Linked DNA regions of Mus musculus: region 2 is linked to region 1. A link is a contact called in public Micro-C data. All regions are on one chromosome and are shown on one strand. The core of a region is the stretch at or near the end of the contact, and the rest is flanking DNA. Distances in the headings are between cores, read along the strand shown.

Region 1 (4,166 bases), core at 1,089-3,588:
TTTCTATAAATCATCATGGCAGAGGAATGGTGTTTCCACAATGTGGGCTTTTAAAATAGTCTTTTCATTACTTGTACATGTATGTGCATGGGGCAGGGGACAAATGTACTGTGTGGAGGTCAGAGTACCACTCTGTGTTGTTGGTTCTCTACATCTACCTTTATGTGGGTTCTGGGGATTGAACTCAGGTTCCCAGGTTTGCATGGCAACACCCCTTACCAACAGGGTAAGATCACTGATCCCAGTAAAGAATGTTCTCTACCTCACAGCAGACAGAAGGTAGAGAGTAAGAAGGAACCAAAGGAGGCAGAGGCAGGTGGATTTCTGAATTCGAGGCTAGCCTGGTCTACAAAGTGAGTCCCAGGACAGCCAGGGCTATACAGAGAAACCCTGTCTCGAAAAATAACAAAACAAAAAACAAAAACAAAACAAAACAAAACAAAACAAAAAGAAGGAACCAGAGACCAAACATAACTTTCCAAGATATGAGACTTACTTCCTCCCATTTGACCCCACCTCCTAAAATTACATCACTTCCCAAAATAGCACCACCAGTTGTAAATCAAGCATGGAATGTTAGGAGTTAGTCACTATCCTGGGTCTTAATGAGTGTGAAGTATCCAGGAATGTGGAGGCAGAGATTGTAAAGAGAACATGAGGAAATGGTAAAATACATGAAGTTGGTAGGGAGGTGTTGAAATAAATAATGAAGACATGCACAAGATTCATAAAAGTAACACTTGCATGCTAACGGGAATTTGAGCCTTATTCTTAGGACAATGTCCCTGATTACCTGGTGAGAAAAGCAGAAGAGACCAACCCTCCAATCTTACAAGCTTATAGAACTGATGAAAGGCATGAGCTTAGGTAAGGGAATGGTCGTGGAGAGTAATACAGTTGAGAAAGGTTGGTGGGAAAGACTCAGAAGCCTGGTGAGTAGTTAGATTTAGGCGGTGGTGTAAGACTCTGGGGAGCCTTAGCTTACCAGGGACCTCCTGAGTGAGCCACATGGAGCTGATGCAAAAAGCAACAGGAATTTATTGTTCCATTGCACTGGGGTCACCCCAGACCTGAAGGAGAGGCCATGACCCTCTGGTGCCCGGTCAGGAAATTTTTATATGGTTTCCAGGGGCCGAACAGAGCATCAGCAACTAGGCACAGTATGACTGGTGGAACAGTGCACCCTTTAAATTGATTGGTCTTTAGGGAATGTGATGGCAAAAATTTCCCTTGTCTGAAGGTCAGCAACAGTCCATCTGGCAGAATGAAGGTAGGTTCCCACCCTGTGGTCTGAGGAATGTTAATTAGCCTCTCCCTTCAGTACGGGCAATTGTTTTATGACCTTCCCAAAGTTCCTGAGCTAAGGGAAGGATCTGGGAGTAATACAGTCAAGAAAGGTTGATGGGAAAGACCCAGAAGCCTAGTGAGCAGTTAGATTTAGGTGATGGGAACACTTGGCTTTCTAGCTAATGGAGGAATAACTCACTGAAATGAGAAACTTAGAAGGAAATTGGGTCTAGTGTAGAGAGATAAGAGCTCTGGTAGAAGCACTCGGAAGGCAGAGGCAGAGGCAGGTGGATTTCTGAGTTCGAGGCCAGTCTGGTCTACAGGACAGCCAGGGCTATACAGAGAAACCCTGTCTTGAAAAACAAAAAACAAAACAAAAAACAAAAAAATAGTAGAATGTATTGACAGTGGTGGCGGGGTGTGGGGCATGAGGTGGGGCATGAGGTGGGAGGTGGGAGCAGATGGTTATTTGGGGTGGAGTTTGGGAAATGCATGGTATGCAGAGAGATTGGAAAGCCCACTGGACAGATAGGAGAAATAGCTTGAAGTTTAAGGGAATAAACATCTAAATGTAATATTCTATAATTAGAAATAAATATAATTCTTCCACCGGGTAATTTAAGCAAGAGAACAGCTCCTCTAAGTGACATCAAAATCAAACCATATGGGCCATTGCCCGCTCAGCTTTGCATATAATAAGCTGATGAGAATAAATCAACTGAAGCTAAGTGTGGACACGTTCCAACTGGTTTTCATCCTGAAGCAAAAAGATGTTTCCTCTGTGACAAACCAAAATCCTAAATTCTTTATATTTAAGATCAATCTTTTTGGAAATCTTGTTTACAGAAAAGAACTAAGAAACAAAAGCAATAAAGCAAGCACTGCTCTGTTCTACTCTTTTATCATGAGGGAACTCATTACCAATTTCCTATATCTTGCCCTCCACACCAGACTGAAATCCTTCCTATCCAGTCAGTCAGTTCTATCCTGATTCCTGAGGAACTGGATCGTACTCATGCTGGGTGTGGTGGCGGGTGCCTTTAATCCCAGTACTCAGGAGGCAGGTAGATCTCTGGGAGTCTGGACCAGTCTAACATACACAGTGAGTTCCAGGGTATCCAGTGCTACAAAGAGAGAGCCTGTCTCAAGTGAAAGGGGGTATGGGAGAGAAAGAATTCTTATGCATCAGATGTCAATACCTTCAATGTCACTGCTGTCTTGGGCTTTCTCCCATTCATCATTTGGAGACATTGACACTGTATTCACAGATACACTAATTCTGTAGCAGCCTAATTTAGTCAAGGTTCTCCAGGGAGACAGAACCCAAAGGATATACATGTAGCCAGAGAGATATTTATGTTAAAGAGTCAGCTCACATAAGTGTGGAGGCTGTCACGTCTAAAATCTGTTGGGCAGACCAGCAGGCAGGATTTCTGTGTTGCAGTCTTGGAGAGGAATTTCTTCCCCTTCAGGAAATGTGGTTTTATCCCTGGAGGCCTTCCTCCTAGTTAGCTTCAGCTGTCAACTTGACACTGTCCAGGGTTATCTGAGTCAGTCCCAGCTGAGGGATAGCCTGGATTCTACTGGCCTGTGAACACCACTGTGAGGCATTTTCTTGATTGCTAACTGATATAGAAAGGTCCACCCCATTGTGGGTGGATCCATCCCTAGGCAATGGATCCTGAACTGTACAAAAAAGGTCTGTCTCCTAGTGCTGGGTTATAGGTATAGCCATGCCAAGCTTTTCCTGTTTTAATCAACTATATAAATATAGGATCTGGTGAGATGGCCCAGTCAGTAAAATGTTTGTTTACAAGCACGAGGACCTGAATTTGGATCCTACATAAAAATCTGTATATGTCTGTAACTGTGGTGGTGGGGAAGAGCAAAGAAAGGCAGATCCCTGCATGTCCATGGCTAGCCAGCCAGCCTAGTCTATCTGTAAACAGGTTTAGTAAGAGACCCTGACTTAAAAAAAAAAAAAAAAAAGTGGAGGGCTCGGAGATAGCTAAGTGGGTCAGAGAACTTGTTTTTCAAACATGAAGATCCGAATTCAAATCTACTGCACCCATATAAAAGCTTGGCATGGCTGTGAGTACCTGAAACCCCAGCACTAGGGAACAGAGACAGGGGGATCCTGAGAGCTCACTGGTCAGACAACATGCGTTAGCAAGAGACTGTATCTCAGGCAAAATGTAGGGGACAGTAGAGGAAGATGCCCAGTGTCCTCTACATTCATGCATAGAGATACATGTTTCCACACAGTCACAAGCAAGTACCACACACACACACACACACACACACACACACACACACACACACACATACACCAGAACATTAATTAAGGTAGAGAACAGAGGAAGGCACCTGATATTAACCTCCAGCTTACAGCCACATCCACACACACGTGGACGCACATACTGCACACACAGAAAACATAAATAAAAGATTCCACTGTGACTGTTCAGTGGACCCGAGCATTTGTGGCATGTCCTACTTAGCTTTCATTCTCAACCTGACAGCCTATAGTTATCTGAAAGGAAAGCCCAGGTTGAGGAACTGCCTAGGTCTGGTTGCCTGTGGGCATGGGATGGTCTCCGGATTGTTAACTGATGCAAGAGGGCTAGGCTCGGTGTTAAGTGGTGTCATCCAAGGGCAGGTGGTCCTGGGCTGGATAAAAAGGGGGTAGCTAATCATGACCCTGGGTGGGAGCAAGCAGCAGAATTCCTCAGTGGTTTCTGCTTCAAGATCCTGCCTTGACTTCCCTCAGTGAACTGTGACCTGGAAATGTACCAAATCTTTCCCTCCCCTAAGTTGCTTTTGGTTGGAGTGCTTTATTACAGCAGTGAAAGGAGACTAGAACATAAATGTGAGGGCCT
Region 2 (4,166 bases), core at 856-3,355, 430 kb after region 1:
AGCATTATTACAAAGCTCCCTCTGCTATGTTCCTGGCTAGTCTGGGGCTCACCACAAATGCGACTGTGTTGAGAGGCTAGCAAAGCTGGTATTTTTTTTTTTTTAATTTTTCATCCTTGAGTATTCATCACATGTTCATTTCTCATGGACAGCAAAGCCAAGAATTTTTCACAGTTAGAATTTAGTCTTTATATACCAGTATTTTCACGATTAGCTGATCTTACTTAAATGTCACCGACAGAGCAAGGGAGTGATAGAAGCATCTGAGGGCAAAATGTCCTTGCCTGAAGATAGACGCTTTCCAAGAGTAAGTGCTTCTCACTTTGTTGCTTATATTTGGTTAGTTTTCAGGTCGGTCCATGACGTGGTTGGTTTTGAGAGACTTGCCTAGTTTTATACATTATCCTTTCCCCCTCTGTTTTGCAGAAAGAAATTACCTGCCATAATCTTCGTTCTGATACAACCGCAAAGCCTCGTCTCATTCTTTCGCTTAATGGTTAACTCAGATTCTTGTTATTATCAAACCCGTTGTGTTCCATTTTATTGGTTTTAAAGGTGCAGAAAAACCAGCTCTGCAAATGCGTGCCAGAGCCTTGGAGATTGACTGGCATCTCCTTTTCCTGGCCTCCCAGAATTCCCCTGCATTCCCCAGTACCTGAGTCCTTATCTGCATCTGTGTACTTGGTACGGGATGCCAAGCCCTGCCCATGTCTTTTATGTGGTCTAAAGTTCACACCTGTGCACAGCAGGCCTGAAGCACATATACTGTATAGAAGTCTGAGCACCGTGATCTGTCTGTGGAGAGAGATGGAGGAGGAGGAGGAGGAGGAGGGGGAGGAGGGGAGGAGGGGAGGAGGGGAGGAGGGGAGGAGGGGAGGAGGAGGAGGAGGAGGGGAGGAGGGGAGGAGGAGGAGGAAGAGGAGGGGAGGAGGGGGAGGAGGGGAGGAGGGGAGGAGGGGAGGAGGGGAGGAGGAGGAGGAGGGGAGGAGGGGAGGAGGAGGAGGAGGAGGAAGAGGAGAAGGAGAAGGACTTCTTCCATTCACAGATGAATGGGTGACTTTTCTGGATGAGCTACATTGTGGAACAGATGGTAGAATTTATAGGATGAGTCAAACTTAGTAAAGAAGAAACCTGACAATGGTTAACTAAACTTAACTAGAAAGAAGAGATCTTTAATAATTGGGATAACCAATAGGTTAAGGGTCTGAGGGGTCCTCTCTGCAGCTGAAGTTTCCCTCTTCCAATGTTCTGTCACCCTCTAAAATAAGGGGGAATGGCTGCTTCATTAAAAAAATCGTTTGATTAGTAAATTTTATTTTTTTCTCAATATCATGTATACTATAGTTTATTTTTAAAAAAAATAAATACTAAATAAACACTCCAGCAACATACTTGGTGATTCAGCAGAACTTTTCCAACAGAAAGAAAGCTCCACCAACAGGAAAACAGACGCGAGAGCATGTTTTCACAGAGGGACACACTCAACACCCTCCCGTCAATGCATGAGCTATCTTTTCAGAGTGAGGAGCAGGAGCCCTGTGGCAGGAGCAGGAGGAGATGACGCTTCCAAGGGGCAGAGTTGGGAACCTGCACCATAGTTCGGGCAGCTGTCTCAGTTTCAGTGTCTAGGGAGGGTGTAGGAAGAACAGCACAGCTGGAGTGCTGGGCTTGGCCTCATTGTCCTGTTCTGTTTTTTAACCCTTCCCCAATCTACAAACCTAAATTCCATGGGTGGAGGTTGGGAGGAGGAGGAAAGGACTCCCTGGTAGGTTTTGGCCCAGGAATTCCTTACAGTGCCCACCCATGTTCCTCCTTTTTAAATGGCAATGTATAGTCTTAACCTCTAAATCAACTCTCCAGCCCTGGTAATGTATAGTCTTATGTTGTGAAGTTCATCATTTTCTTTTTAATTTTAACTGAACCACAGTTAAGAGATCACCATGAGTCTCGGAAGAGAGACATTGGACCTTTAAACAGGGCCGAGAATCTGGAAGCTATGGGGGCTTTTGAAGTTGAACTAAATGCATCTTGCACTAGGACATGGCCATGAGCCTGTGGGGCCAGGGAGTGGAATGTGTAGGGTTGGTCGAGAAATGCTCTCCCTAAGCTCTGGTATTGGGACGCTTGGTTTCCAATTGTCCCAGTTGGTGGTAATGCTTAGAGGAGGTGTAGCCTGGCTAGAGGGAAGAATGTCACTGGAGGCAGGCTTTGGGAGTTTCTAGCCACTTCCAGTTGGTTTGCCATCTGCCTCATGTCTGTGGCTGAAGTCCGAGCTCTCAGTTCTTCTTCTTCTTCTTTTTTTTTTTTTTTTTTTTGGTTTTTCGAGACAGGGTTTCTCTTTATAGCCCTGGCTGTCCTGGAACTCACTTTGTAGACCAGGCTGGCCTCGAGCTCAGAAATTCGTCTGCCTCTGCCTCCCGAGTGCTGGGATTAAAGGTGTGCGCCACCATGCCTGGCGAACTTTCAGTTCTTGCTGTGGCTGCTTGCTCTCCCACCTTTATGAACTCTCCCTCTGGAACAGTAAGCCCAAAGAAACTCTTGCTCCCCCAAATTACTTTTGGTCATGGTATTTTATCACAGCAACAGAAAGCTAACCAATACAGTTATGAATAATTCTGTCGTTTCCCCCCGCCCCCCAACCATCCTTTCCCCCAGGTTGGGGATGAAATTCAGGTCTTTGCACGGGATAGGAAAGCACTTTGTCACTGAGCTACATTCCCCAGTCCTAATAATTCCCCTTTATTGCTGAATGTTTCACTATTAAACTGGTTGTATAGTCTGCTGGACCTGCCATGACAAAATACCGCAGTCAGGAGGGCAGCAAACAATAGACGTTTGTTTTCTTACAGTTATGAAGACTAAAACCCAAAATAAAAGTCTTGATTCTGTTTGGGACCTCTTTCAATAGCTTATAGATACAGGTCTCTCTCCTAGGTCTTTACTACATGGTATTCTTTCTGTTTGCGCCTGGGTTCAAACTTCCTGTTGTACAAACTCTAGTTGTATTATCTGAGAGCTCATCCCAATGGCCTCAATGTGTTAAATAACGCATTCTAAGGTACTGGGAATGCTTTACCTTATCACGCCCTGCCTAATTCAACCGCAGATTCCTTTTTATGCCTTCTCACATGCAAAGTGAGTTCACTTGGTCCCAGCCGCATTGAAACCTTAATCCATTCCAGCTCTCGCTGAGGTGGTTTGAAATGAGAGCCCTCACAGGCTCATAGATTTGAACATTTGCTCACCATGGAGTGGCCCTGTTTGAAAAGATTAGGAGGTGTGGCCCTGTAGAGGGGAGTGTGTCACTGGGGGTGAGCTTTGAGGTTTCAGAAAGCCTATCTTATGCCCAGAGATTCTTCCTGCTGCCTACGGATCCAGATGAAGGACACCCAGCTGCTCCTTCAGCACCATGTCTGCCTGAGAGCCACCGTGCTTCCCATCCTGAGAATGAAGAAACCTCGGAAACTATAAAGCAGTCCCAAGGAAGGGCTTTCTTTTATGAGAGTTGTTTTGGTTTCCGTGTCTCTTCACAGCAACGCAACACTGGCTAAGTCCCAGGTCATCACCTCAAGTGGCTGTGAGCAAGTCTCATCATACAATTCTTTCTGAGGCAGAGCCCTCCTCTACCAGTGAGACTTAAAAAGCAGAAGGGATCTGCTTCTGAAATAGGTGTGGACACCACCATCACAGCAGGAGGGGCCATAAAGAAGAAAGCTGTGGGTCTCAAGTTCAGCAGGGCAAACTCCATTAGATTTTATGGCTTGAGAGTGATTCCCCCCCCCCCTTTTTTTTTTGGCTTGATGATGTGTGGTTTGTGCCCTAGACTGGCTCTGCCCTTTGGTCATTCATTGGGGGATCCTGACGTTCTGAAACCAAGATGGCTTCATCTTCTAAAATGGCGGAAGCAGCTTTGCCAGTTAGAAAATCCTGGACTTCCAGGTAACTTGTAGGCCTTGAGCAAACCGACTGTGAATAGGATGGGGAACAGAATTAGACCCCTGCCCGACAGGGTCTGAGGCAGCTGAGCTGCCGTTACACCTCAGCCTTCATTCTGATCCGCGTCAGTCATGTGTGTCCGTAGCATAGATCATATGTTAACCAGGCCTGCTTCCTTTTGGTGCATCACCTCCCATTCCTTCAGAATCTTTACAAGAAGACACCTGAGA

The links. A called contact is a pair of places that touch in the nucleus more often than the background predicts.
Region 2: a Micro-C map of embryonic stem cells shows a contact between it and region 1, with 5 times the contacts expected there. The contact joins two enhancer-like sites. A contact is called at or near these places in 1 of 484 Hi-C or Micro-C datasets (embryonic stem cells) and 1 of 115 datasets of contacts at active chromatin or transcription factors (embryonic stem cells).

What each region holds. Positions count from the first base shown.
Region 1 is chr9:31,008,978-31,013,143 of GRCm38.p6, forward strand. No RefSeq gene overlaps it. Among named protein-coding and RNA genes, the nearest start is that of Gm29724, 7.3 kb to the left of the region's middle. Within about 2 kb of position 2,339, at least 39 of the 459 cell types and tissues checked have an H3K27ac peak or open chromatin away from gene starts, as enhancers often do. A contact at or near this core is called in embryonic stem cells, where this site is marked.
Region 2 is chr9:31,437,401-31,441,566 of GRCm38.p6, forward strand. The region is part of intron 1 of Tmem45b (transmembrane protein 45b); the gene reads right to left. Among named protein-coding and RNA genes, the nearest start is that of Tmem45b, 25 kb to the right of the region's middle. Within about 2 kb of position 2,106, at least 23 of the 459 cell types and tissues checked have an H3K27ac peak or open chromatin away from gene starts, as enhancers often do. A contact at or near this core is called in embryonic stem cells, where this site is marked.